Linked DNA regions of Mus musculus: region 2 is linked to region 1. A link is a contact called in public HiChIP or PLAC-seq data. All regions are on one chromosome and are shown on one strand. The core of a region is the stretch at or near the end of the contact, and the rest is flanking DNA. Distances in the headings are between cores, read along the strand shown.

What was found. HiChIP or PLAC-seq counts read pairs in DNA pulled down with a chosen protein or histone mark.
Region 2: a BATF HiChIP or PLAC-seq map of CD8 T cells shows a contact between it and region 1, with 28 read pairs. The contact joins two enhancer-like sites. A contact is called at or near these places in 14 of 39 promoter capture datasets (3T3-L1-derived adipocytes, the C10 cell line, the HPC-7 cell line and 10 more), 1 of 15 datasets of contacts at CTCF or cohesin (CD8 T cells), 2 of 484 Hi-C or Micro-C datasets (bone marrow-derived macrophages and regulatory T cells), 11 of 115 datasets of contacts at active chromatin or transcription factors (the 230-238 cell line, CD8 T cells, the HPC-7 cell line and 7 more) and 4 of 9 other capture datasets (adipose tissue, liver, macrophages and 1 more).

The regions. Positions count from the first base shown.
Region 1 is chr1:153,614,925-153,620,516 of GRCm38.p6, reverse strand. It overlaps the pseudogene Gm6652. Among named protein-coding and RNA genes, the nearest start is that of Rgs8, 35 kb to the left of the region's middle. Within about 2 kb of position 3,101, at least 30 of the 459 cell types and tissues checked have an H3K27ac peak or open chromatin away from gene starts, as enhancers often do. A contact at or near this core is called in CD8 T cells and regulatory T cells, where this site is marked.
Region 2 is chr1:153,719,276-153,725,125 of GRCm38.p6, reverse strand. It overlaps C230024C17Rik (RIKEN cDNA C230024C17 gene), which reads left to right. Exons shown (of 3, transcript NR_046171.1): 3 at 1,029-3,886. Among named protein-coding and RNA genes, the nearest start is that of C230024C17Rik, 16 kb to the left of the region's middle. Within about 2 kb of position 1,570, at least 29 of the 459 cell types and tissues checked have an H3K27ac peak or open chromatin away from gene starts, as enhancers often do. A contact at or near this core is called in CD8 T cells and regulatory T cells, where this site is marked.

The DNA of each region.
Region 1 (5,592 bases), core at 1,852-4,351:
AGCATGGACGAATTGGGGACTTTGTTGTGAAAAAGCCAATGGTGCTTGGGCATGAGGCTGCTGGAACAGTCACAAAAGTAGGAGAGTTGGTGAAACATCTGAAACCAGGAGATCGGGTTGCCATCGAGCCTGGCGTTCCCCGAGAAGTAGATGAGCACTGCAAGATTGGCCGGTACAACCTGACGCCAACTATCTTCTTCTGTGCCACGCCCCCGGATGATGGAAACCTCTGCCGCTTCTACAAGCACAATGCTGACTTCTGCTACAAGCTTCCTGACAGTGTCACTTTTGAAGAAGGGGCCCTGATTGAACCTCTCTCTGTGGGGAATCTATGCCTGCCGTCGAGGTTCAGTTTCCCTGGGGAACAAGGTCCTTGTGTGTGGCGCTGGGCCAGTTGGGATGGTCACTTTGCTTGTGGCCAAAGCAATGGGAGCTGCTCAAGTTGTGGTGACTGACCTATCCGCTTCTCGGTTGACCAAAGCCAAGGAAGTTGGAGCAGACTTTACCATCCAGGTTGGCAAAGAGACCCCTCAGGAAATTGCCAGTAAGGTGGAAAGCCTGCTGGGAAGCAAGCCGGAGGTTACCATTGAGTGCACAGGAGCCGAGTCCTCCATCCAGACGGGCATCTATGCCACTCACTCTGGTGGGACCTTGGTGATTGTGGGAATGGGCGCCGAGATGGTCAATTTACCCCTGGTGCACGCAGCCATTCGGGAAGTGGATATCAAAGGCGTGTTTCGATACTGCAACACGTGGCCGATGGCAATTTCCATGCTTGCATCAAAGACGTTGAATGTAAAGCCCTTAGTTACCCACAGATTCCCCCTGGAGAAGGCAGTTGAAGCCTTTGAAACAGCCAAAAAGGGAGTGGGGCTGAAAGTTATGATCAAGTGTGACCCCAATGACCAAAACCCCTAGATGTGAATTGATCTATGCCCTCAGCCCACTCTCTCAGCATCCGAGAGCTAAATGGCTAGAAGGGGAGGCCGTAAATCCAGAACTTTCTTTTGAATGGTAAAAATAATAAACTCATAAGCGGAGAGCCTAAAAAAAAATATTTATTTCATTTACATTTCCAATGCTATCCAAAAAGTCCCCCACCCACTCCCACTTCTTGGCCCTAGTGTTCCCGTGTACTGAGGCAGATAAAGTTTACACGACCAATGGGCCTCTCTTTCCACTGATGGCCGACTAGGCCATCTTCTGATACATATGCAGCTAGAGACACGAGCTCTGGGGGGTACTGGGTAGTTCATATTGTTGTTACACCTATAGGGTTGCAGATCCCTTTAGCTCCTTGGGTACTTTCTCTAGCTCCTCCATTGGGGCCCCTGTGATCCATCCAATAGCTGACTGTGAGCATCCACTTCTGTGTTTGTTAGGCCCCGGCATAGTCTCACAAGAGACAGCTATATCTGGGTCCTTTCAGCAAAATCTTGCTAGTGTATGCAATGGTGTCAGCGTTTGGAGACTGATTATGGGATGGATCCCCAGATATGGCAATCTCTAGATGGTCCATTCTCTCCTCTCAGCTCCAAACTGTGTCTCTGTAACTCCTTCCATGGGTGCTTTGTTCCCAATTCTAAGAAGGGGCAAAGTGTCCACACTTTGGTCTTCATTCTTCTTGAGTTTCATGTGTTTAGCAAATTAAGTCCTAGCCAGAACAATTCGACAACAAAAGGAGATCAAGGGGATACAAATTGGAAAGGAAGAAGTCAAAATATCACTTTTTTGCAGATGATATGATAGTGTATATATAAGTGACCGTAAAAATTCCTCCAGAGAACTCCTAAGCCTGATAAACAGCTTCAATAAAGTAGCTGGATATAAAATTAACTCAAACAAGTCAATGGCCTTTCTGTACACAAAGGATAAACAGGTTGAGAAAGAAATTAGGGAAACAACACCCTTCTCAATAGTCACAAATAATATAAAATACCTTGGCGTGACTCTAACTAAGGAAGTGAAAGATCTGTATGATGAGAACTTCAAGTCTCTGAAGAAAGAAACTAAAGAAGATCTCAGAAGATGGAAAGATCTCCCATGCTCATGGATTGGCAGGATCAATATAGTAAAAACGGCTATCTTGCCAAAAGCAATCTACAGATTCAATGCAATCTCCATCAAAATTCCAACTCAATTCTTTAACAAATTAGAAAGGACAATCTGCAAATTCATCTGGAATAACAAAAAACCTAGGATAGCAAAAACTCTTCTCAACAATAAAAGAACCTCTGGTGGAAAAACCATGCCTGACCTAAAGCTGTACTACAGAGCAATTGTGATAAAAACTGCATGGTACTGGTATAGCAACAGACAAGTAGACCAATGGAATAGAATTGAAGACCCAGAAATGAACCCACACACCTATGGTCATTTGATCTTTGACAAGGGAGCAAAAACCATCCAGTGGGAAAAAAAACAGCATTTTCAACAAATGGTGCCAGCCAGTTTTCATAACAGACTCCAGTTTCTGAACTGCTCACTCAATTCCTGTCTCTTCTGAAAGGCATGTCTCTTTGAATTTATTTGATCACTTTAATACTGGTAAACACTTAAATACTTTATTCACAATACTAAATATATGATTAATACTTAAATATTTTTTTATTAAACTCATCTTTAAAAAAACAACAGATCTACACCAAAAAGCTTTCTCTAGATTTTTCTTCTTTTGCTTCCGTTGTCTTCCCTTGGGCCTACACATTTCTATTTTAGAGTACCAGAAATTACAAATATGTTTTTGAGAATGACTGTGTCTAACCACAGACCATCATCGGAAAATGACTAGTCATAAAAGTGGCCTACATGGCATAAATTCGAAAGCTCTTTCACTAAACATCTTGTCTAATGTGCTATGTGGTCTTGAGTCCCTACTATGTAGGAGTGTATAACAGTTAAGGTAGAAGCTTCCGGTTTGCTGCTGAAACTGTGTAACGGGTAACACCTCACCTCCTTCTCAATCTTCCATTGGTTCCTTTGTGGCTACCAAAAAGTTCTAAAGTTTCCAAAACCCACTCGGTCTGTTCAACATTGTGCCCGTGACCATCATTTGACAGGCAGGAGGACCACAGCACTTCTGAGTTCTGCGCATGCCCAGTGCATCCTTCCTGTTCTGGGGTTCCCTCTCTGCTCCGTCCTGTGAGCTTATCAACAGAAAACATCGAGCACTGCTTGGTAGCACTTCAGTTCCACCTTGGCTTATTGGTTACTTTTTTCTCACTTTGTGCAGAAAAGCAACTTAAGGAAGGAAGGACTTCTTCTGGCTTGCAGTTGGAGAGTTAGTCCGTCGTGACAAGTTAGACTACAGCAGCTCAATTAGAGCGTTGGCGACAGAAAGAAGTGTGTGTTGTCTGGTCACAGAGACATATCTCCTAGGTGATTCTAAATCCAGTTATGATGACAATCAAGAGTCACCATCACACATGGTTATAATTGTATATACACATAAATATGTACATATATATATATACTTCCACACCTACGTGCACATGTATTTATACTTTTAATCCTCTTGATTTAGTAAGAACTCCTCTGCTTTGAAGTAACAGAGCCAGCACTGGCAATGTGACACTGAGTGATGTGAGCTTGATCCCTAGTATTCCTATGGAGGAAGGAGAGAATGGATAGAATGGATTTCTACTCATGGTCCTCTGCCTCTCACATACAGGCCATAATAACACATCTGCACACACACACATCATAATAATAAAAATTTAAAGAATAAAGAATTAGGGGGTTGGAGAGATAGCTCAGTGGTTAAGAGCACAGACTGCTCTTCCAGAGGTCCTGAGTTCAAATCCCAGCAGCCACATGGTGGCTCACAACCATCTGTAATGAGATCTGACGCCCTCTTCTGGTGTGTCTGAGGACAGCTGCAGTGTACTTACATATAATAAAGAGATAAATCTTTTTTAAAAATTAGATTAACAGCTCACGTTGCTCCTGCATTTCACAAATACTTATTTAGTGCCTACCACGCACCAGGTTCTAGGAGTTGGGATGACCTGAAGAGAAGGGAAAAGGGAAGAGCTCGTGTAACTGAAAAGCTAACTTCAATGCTGGTTATAACTGGATCTAAGGATGCCATCAAAATTACTCTCTCCCACTTCCCCTCTCAAAGGATGCTTCTCTTATCTCTACTTTTGTTGGGCATGCTTTAGTCTCCATCACCCAGAATGACTGAAATGGCCACAGCTGCCATTTCAGCCATGCTGTCAAGAGCCAAGGAAAGAAGAGTGGTTTTCTGCACCTAGGGAAAGGGCATTTTAGGGACTTGCTGAAGGCAAGCTGAGACAGGAATAGTGTGGACTACTCCGCGTGTCTCTCAGTCACGTTCCTGTGTGCCAGGAAGCTTCTGGCCCTCTGGAAGGTGTCTCTAGGTGTCACCCAACCAGTCACACCAAAACTTAATACTTTTCAAAAGTATTTGAAATCAAGGAAGACCCGGGCAGAGGCTGCGGCTTGGCTGCTGAGGTGGGAGTGGGGAGAACCAAGTCCTGTAAGTTATCCTCTGACCTCACACACTGCCCATGACACACTGCACACATCACTACGTAACATGCTGAAGTTAACTTTGGCAGTCAGTCTCCTACAAAATGTCTCTCCTTTACCAGCATGTTGCTCTCCAACACACACACACACACACACACACACACACACACACACACACACACTTGGGGGAGGGGGAAACTCAGTTGATAGAATGCGTCCCTGAAATGCTAGTGAGATGGGCCACTCATTAATGCAATAAGACTCAACCAAGCTCCATTATTGCAGGTAAAAGAAGGATACGCTGGTTGAGCTTTTAAAATAAAATAGCATGACTCCATTATCAAAACGTTAAACTAGCAATTTACGAAAAACATTTATGTATACACATTTCAAACGGTGCAGGGTGGAAGAAATCATGAATAAGTTGTGAACACTTAGTTACAAGGTAACATCTGCCTCTGCTTCTGAAACCACTAGGAGTTCCTGTGTATCCTTCCTTCCTGCATCCTTCATCCTTCCTTCCTCCTTTCCTCCCTTCCTTCCTGTATGGATGTCCCTCGTGTGTGTATGTCTGTACAACACATACCTGCTGAGTGAGCGTCTGGTTGGGGGGAGGGGGGAGTGGAGCATCAGAGCCCCAGAGACTAGAGTTACAGATAGTTGTGAGTCCCCATGTGGTTCTGGGAATCAAACCCAGAGCCTCCACAAGAACAGCTCTGCTGGTTTCTTTTGGTTTGGGTTTGGTTTTGGTTTTAAAAGGATCTCACTATGGAGCCCTGGCTGTCCTGGAACTCACTATGTAGACCCAGCTAGCTTCAAACTCACAGAGCTCTGCTTGTCTCCACCTCTCAAGTACTGGAATTAAAGGTGAGGCCACCATGCCCAGGTTGGTCAGTGATCTTACTCACTGAGCCCTCTCCATCTCTGCTCAGGGTTCTTACCGTCTGGGTGCATCACTGCTGCGGGTGGCTTCTACGCAGCTTGGTGTTTGCAATTTTGACTTAATTGCAGTAAGCTGGGGCTGCCTGTCCTTGGGAAAGAATTTCATTTCTGTCTGTAGAATGCTAATTCCAGAAAAAAATCCTCAGGTTCTTAAAA
Region 2 (5,850 bases), core at 321-2,820, 110 kb before region 1:
GAAAGTCACACCCTCTTGAATATTGCAGACCAACCAAGGGTCACCAGGCCTTAGAGCCGAGCCTCAAATTTAAAGAAAAAAGCTAAAGAAAACCAAGGTTAGGACGAGAGCCTGGGGTGGGGATGGAGGTGGAGCATGGGTTCTAGTGGACTGAAGAAAGAATCGGAGACAGGAGTTGGGGGACAGGGGAAGGGATGGGGAGGGACAAAAAAACAAAAAAATGCAGGGAACAGAGTAAAAAGACAAACTAGAAGAGAACAAAACTCCTCCTCAGTACCCAGAAAAAAAAAAAAACAGCAGAAAATAGTGAATGTATAAAAAAAGAATACAGTATTTCGTTTTCTAATGAAGCAGGGGGAAAAATGAGTTTTATTTTGGTTGATTTCAGTTTATTAATAAAATACAGTTGTACAGTTGTCTTCAGCTAAATTTTATTTAAAAAGAAAATTGTATATAGATTTTTAGCAAACAACATATTAAGGAATATATAATATATATGTTATATATATATATTCATACATACATACATACATACATATATACATACACATAGCGGGTCAGTCTGCAGGAAAGGGGTTTTCATGATGCAGAGGGGAAGGTCTCTGGTTTGTTTTCCTATCGGTTCTAAGTCGCAGTATGTGAATCTCTATCAATGTTCACTCGTTATTGATAGTTGCTTCATTCACAAAAATCATTGCTCAGATATGCTCTTTACTTGTGGCAGACACATCTTTTATCTTCAGTTTCAGTGATAATAGCCCATCTTAGGGTTATTTTTAATATGAAGTCTATTTTTTCATCATCTTTTAGGTCCACCTGGAAAGTTTTTATACCACTATGTTTCTTCTGTCTTTTGGTTTTTGAGTTTATAAATATAAGATTCTTCAAAATTAAGCTCATCAAAAATATATTACTAACTATTTTGATTGGAGAATGTAAATAAAATCCAATTGAAATCTGTAGTCGTCAAACAGACTATATCATTACACTATTCTAAATCCAATATTTATTGACCCTTGGGTTTTCAGATAAAACTGCTTGAAGACATATTTGGGAAAGGACTATCACCAGTCCAATCAAAACACCGGCACATGCAGCTTTATCAATGACTATATTGATAGCAGTATTAGGATTGCTGACAAGGTCTTTTTAAAAATAGAAACCAGTTCCATGTTTTGGTTCACAAATGCATGAGACAGTCTCATCCGAGGAGAGGCAAAAGTGCACCTCTAAACTCCGGCACCCTTATTGCGATTACGTGACAGCTGACAGCGCTGCTACATCCCTGCCACCTCCTCGTCCCCCCAAACCCCGCTCCCCCAGCATCCTTCACCAGAAGCCAATTGATGCCATCAAACTCAGCTGGGCGTGGCAAGGGCTCCGTGCACCAAATTACAAAGTCTTAAAAACAAAAAGTTACCACGCACCCACCCCAACCCCCACCGGAAGTAGTCAGTACTGGGCAATACTGGGGAAATCCCACAGAAGTTGCAAGAAGATACAGACAGATCGCAGATGCTGTGACTGTAGAGGGGGGCTTAGCCTCTCTGTCACCTCTCTCCACCGCAGACAGGCTCCTCACTGTGACCTTTAGAACACAGATGCCACCTGGTTGGAAAGGGTGACTGGATGCCCTCACTGCCACCGCCCACACGCCCAGCCAGGCTGGCTTGTGATCTCACTTTGCTCCTAGGAGAGACAGTCCCACAGCATAGTCACCTCATAGCAGCGTCTTATCCGCTAGCCAGAGACCCCTCTCTGTTCAAAGTATAGGAAGTAAGAAATCTCCTCTGTGGGCTATTGACTCTCCTACCCCAGCTTCTCCCGATGCGGGCGGCCTGCGCTACTAAAGGACGGCTCACCTGAAGTCCCGCTGCCATGCTTCTCTGTAGAACTTGACAGCGAGGGAGAAGAAAAGTAGACAAAACTTAAGAAGTCTTATTTCAAGGGCCAGCAATGGCTCTGGGGTTAAAGGGACTTGTCACTCAAGCCTGACAGCCTGAGTTGAAACCCAGTGTGGAAGGACAGAACTGACTCGAAGAAACTGTTGCGTGACTCCCGCACACACGCCAAAAGCACTGCTCACACTCACAAACACATCCTGAGCACACACAATAAAGCTGATAAATGAATTTTTTGTAAAAAGAAGTCTCCTTTCTAATGGGAATTCTAGGGGGTAGGATAAGAAAAAAAAAAGAGTAGCAGACATTATCAAAGAGATAAAGCAGAAAATATCATTCTGAAGTGTAAATAAATCACCATGCAAGGCCTATCAGATGCACATACTGAATGGAGAAATCCAACCTCATTGCACATATAGAGTCCTGGGATACAAAGGGGATCCTGAAGGTTTAGAAGCGTGTAGAAACGTGGAGGTCGGGGACACAGACCCCAGAGAAGGCTGGGAGTCAGTGTGGCATCAAGAATTATACTGAAAGCAGATGACAAGGTAGAGTAACATTCCAAACTCCCAGTGAGGATTATAAACCAACCACGGCAAGAGTAAGCAGAGAATGAAGAGGTTTCTGCTTGGCTGGCTGGCTGGCTGGCTGGTTGGTTGGCTGGTTGGTTGGCTGGCTGGTTGATTGGTGGGGGTGGGGATGTTTGTTTTTATTGTTGTTTCTGATTATCAGAAGAGTTTTCAGAAGCTGAGGATGTCGCTCCACTGAGAGTGTTGTGTCATGCATGAAGTCCTGGGTTAGATCACCAACCCCGTATGAACCTGGCATAAGGAGGCTCACCCCTCTCAGCACTGGAGAGGTGGAGACAGAAGGATCATCCTTGGTCACTCAGTGAGCTGGAACTCAGCCCTGAAGCACATAAGAAAGATTCTGTTTCAAAAAAAAAAATCTCAGAAGCGATTATCTCTCAGGCATCCCTTCTCAGAAACTACACTGGAAATATGCTCTGTTGAAATACGGCAACAGAGAGACAGAGTCAGAGATGGGAAAGATAAGAATTCGCAGGAACTCAGCAAAGGAAAGAGCAAGAGACTAGGCAGCTGACCAGGAGACCGGCCAACTCTGAGTATGGGGTCAGAGGACCCAAGAGGATGTCTGATTGGGAAAGTACACGCCCGATGAGTTGGTAGCTATCAGTGGGGCAAAAGCTCTGAGCAGTGTTTCAGACCTCTGGAGACATGGGAGAGAGTTTGGCTATTACTAGACAAACAAAAACCCCCAAAAAGAGGCAATCATTAGCTCCAGGAAAGACAAGAAAAATTCTATTAAGTGTAAGAATTAATGTGTAATTAGAGAGTACTACTCTGCTTAGCAGTAAACAGTATTTATGCAACTGTTGCTTCAGAAAACCATAGTGCAAGAAAACAGGCTGCCAAAGGCAGAGAGACATCAGGAAACCAGACAAAGGCAGGCACGTTCAGGACTGTGTTGTGTCAAATGCAATTCATTAGTGAGGACCGAAGTGTGTTTTGAGTAGCAACAAAATATGATCTCCACAGTTTAAGGCAAGAGGAGGAGGACTCTCCAGTGAGCAAGACAGAGTAGTCTAGAACCAACTGAAATATACTCGGCCTTCTTGTCAGGCATCAGCTGAGAAATCACTGGTGTAATCAAACATGGTGGTTCATGCCTGTGGTCCCAGGTCTTGAGAGGCCAAGGCAGAAAATTATGAGTTTTAAGTCAGCCAGCGACTCAGGGAGAAGGAGGGAGGCCAAGATGGAAGCGGACGAACAGGAAGAAGAACCTAAACCAGCATGGCTTTAATTAGCCACAGGTAGTTATGACACGAAAGATAGAAATATCATTGGGATATTTGTCTAATCTAGATGGACAGCTTTTATCATTATCAATTGGTTCTGAAATTATTGTATTGGCATCTTGTGAATCGAGAATTTATTGCTATATAAAAATGTTTGGTTAATTATAAGCTTCTATGGTTTTGTTTTGACTGGGTTGATGGGTGGATGGCCGTTGTGTGGGACTGGTGTGGCAACGATCCGCCAAGGGACTCAGGAGCTCCGGCCCAGAGAGGCGGAGCTGAGATCACCTGGCATGCAGCCACTGGATGCTGGTGGTAGCATGGGAAGCCTGCCGGTCAGTTTTCTTTTTTTTTTTTTAATATTTCCCATAACACTAGGCTACATAGCAGATTCCAGATAAGTATTGGCTATAGATGGGGGTGGGGAAAGAGAGAGAGAAAGAGAAAAAGAGAGAGAGAGAGAGAGAGAGAGAGAAAGGGAGAGATATGGTTGTACACACCTTTAATCCCAGTACTCAGGAGTTGGGGTGGGGGGTGGGGTGGCCTGGGACGTAAGCAGACAGAGAGACTGATAGAGAGAGACAGACAGAAGAAAAGAAGAGGTAGAGGAGGAAGAGTCGAGGTCTGGGTCATCTGTGGCCAGAACACTTTGTCCTACAGAGCTTCTAGTGTGTCCTAAGGCCATCTGGTAGGTGAGAAAGTGGTCACACCCAGGATGACAATAGCTAAGTCAAACTGGATCCCTATAAATCATCTAAACTAGAGCTTCATTAGCCAAGCATCGGAGGGGCAGGGGGCCTAGAAAAGCAGGACAGAATGCGTGTGAGTGTACAATCCTCTTTCTAGGGAGTGGAACTCAATAACCAAGCTGTCCAACAGGGAGCTGCCCCTCCCGTGAGCTGGACACACAGCAGAGGGCAGGAGAGATGGTTAGGTGAGTAGAATTCTTGCCATTCAAGCATAAGGCTTGAGTTCAGAACCCTAGCACACACACAAAGAACCAGGCAGTCGGTGCCGATAACTCACTTCTGAGGGACAGAGGTAGAAGTCTGGGGCTCAAAGGAAAAAGCAAGCATAAACAGCAAGAGCCAGATTCAATGACAGACACTATCTCAGAAACGTAAGGTCTCGAGCAAGGGAGGAAGGTGCCCTAAAGTCAATACAGACTTACACACACACATACACACACATATATACACACACACATATGTATGTACACATATACACATACATATACACTCATAGACATATATACATAAACATATGCACATATAAACACACATATATACACATATACACATATACACATACACACATATATACACATATACATATACACATACACACACATATATATACACACACACACATATATATACATATATAAACACATACACACACAGAGTGCGGGGATTGCAGATGAATTGCTTGACTTGAATGTGAAAGAGGTTTTCTCTGGAGAAATGAGTTAAAACAGAAGGGAAGGGTTAAGTTAGAGTTTGTTGTATTCTGTTTTATTCCCACATATATGCTTTAAAACCAATTGCCTAGCAACCATTTTATTCAAAATAAAGTAAATATTTTTAAAAGAATACTCTTTTTATGTACACACATGCACACAAACCAATAAGCAAAAGGTACCACCTAGACATAGACAAGGTGAGCAGAGACAACAGCCAGTTCTACTAGGAAAGAAGGACCAAGCATTTCATGGTCCCTCCTCCCCTCATTCTCCAGGCCACTGCCACACACACACACACACACACAGACACACACACACACACACACACGAATGCACATAGCTCTCTTGAAGAAGCCTACAGGACAAGGCAGAATCTCACCAGCCGTGGAGAGAAGAGCAACAGAGACAGGCCTGTGTTCAGAAGGCCTATCTTGAATTCCAGCTGTATCAACCATTAGACAATTCTGGAGAAGTTATGAACTCACCTTGGTCTCCTCAGATGTTCCTGCCTCGCAGGGTCATTGAGAAACTGAACGAGTTGGTGTGTAAAAGGCTCAAAACAATGACAAGTGTTAGAGTCTTTCCATAGACACTAGATGATCCACTGATCCCGGGTACCAGATAAGCATTGGGGGTAAAATGTCTAAGCAGGCCCTGCCTCAGAGAAA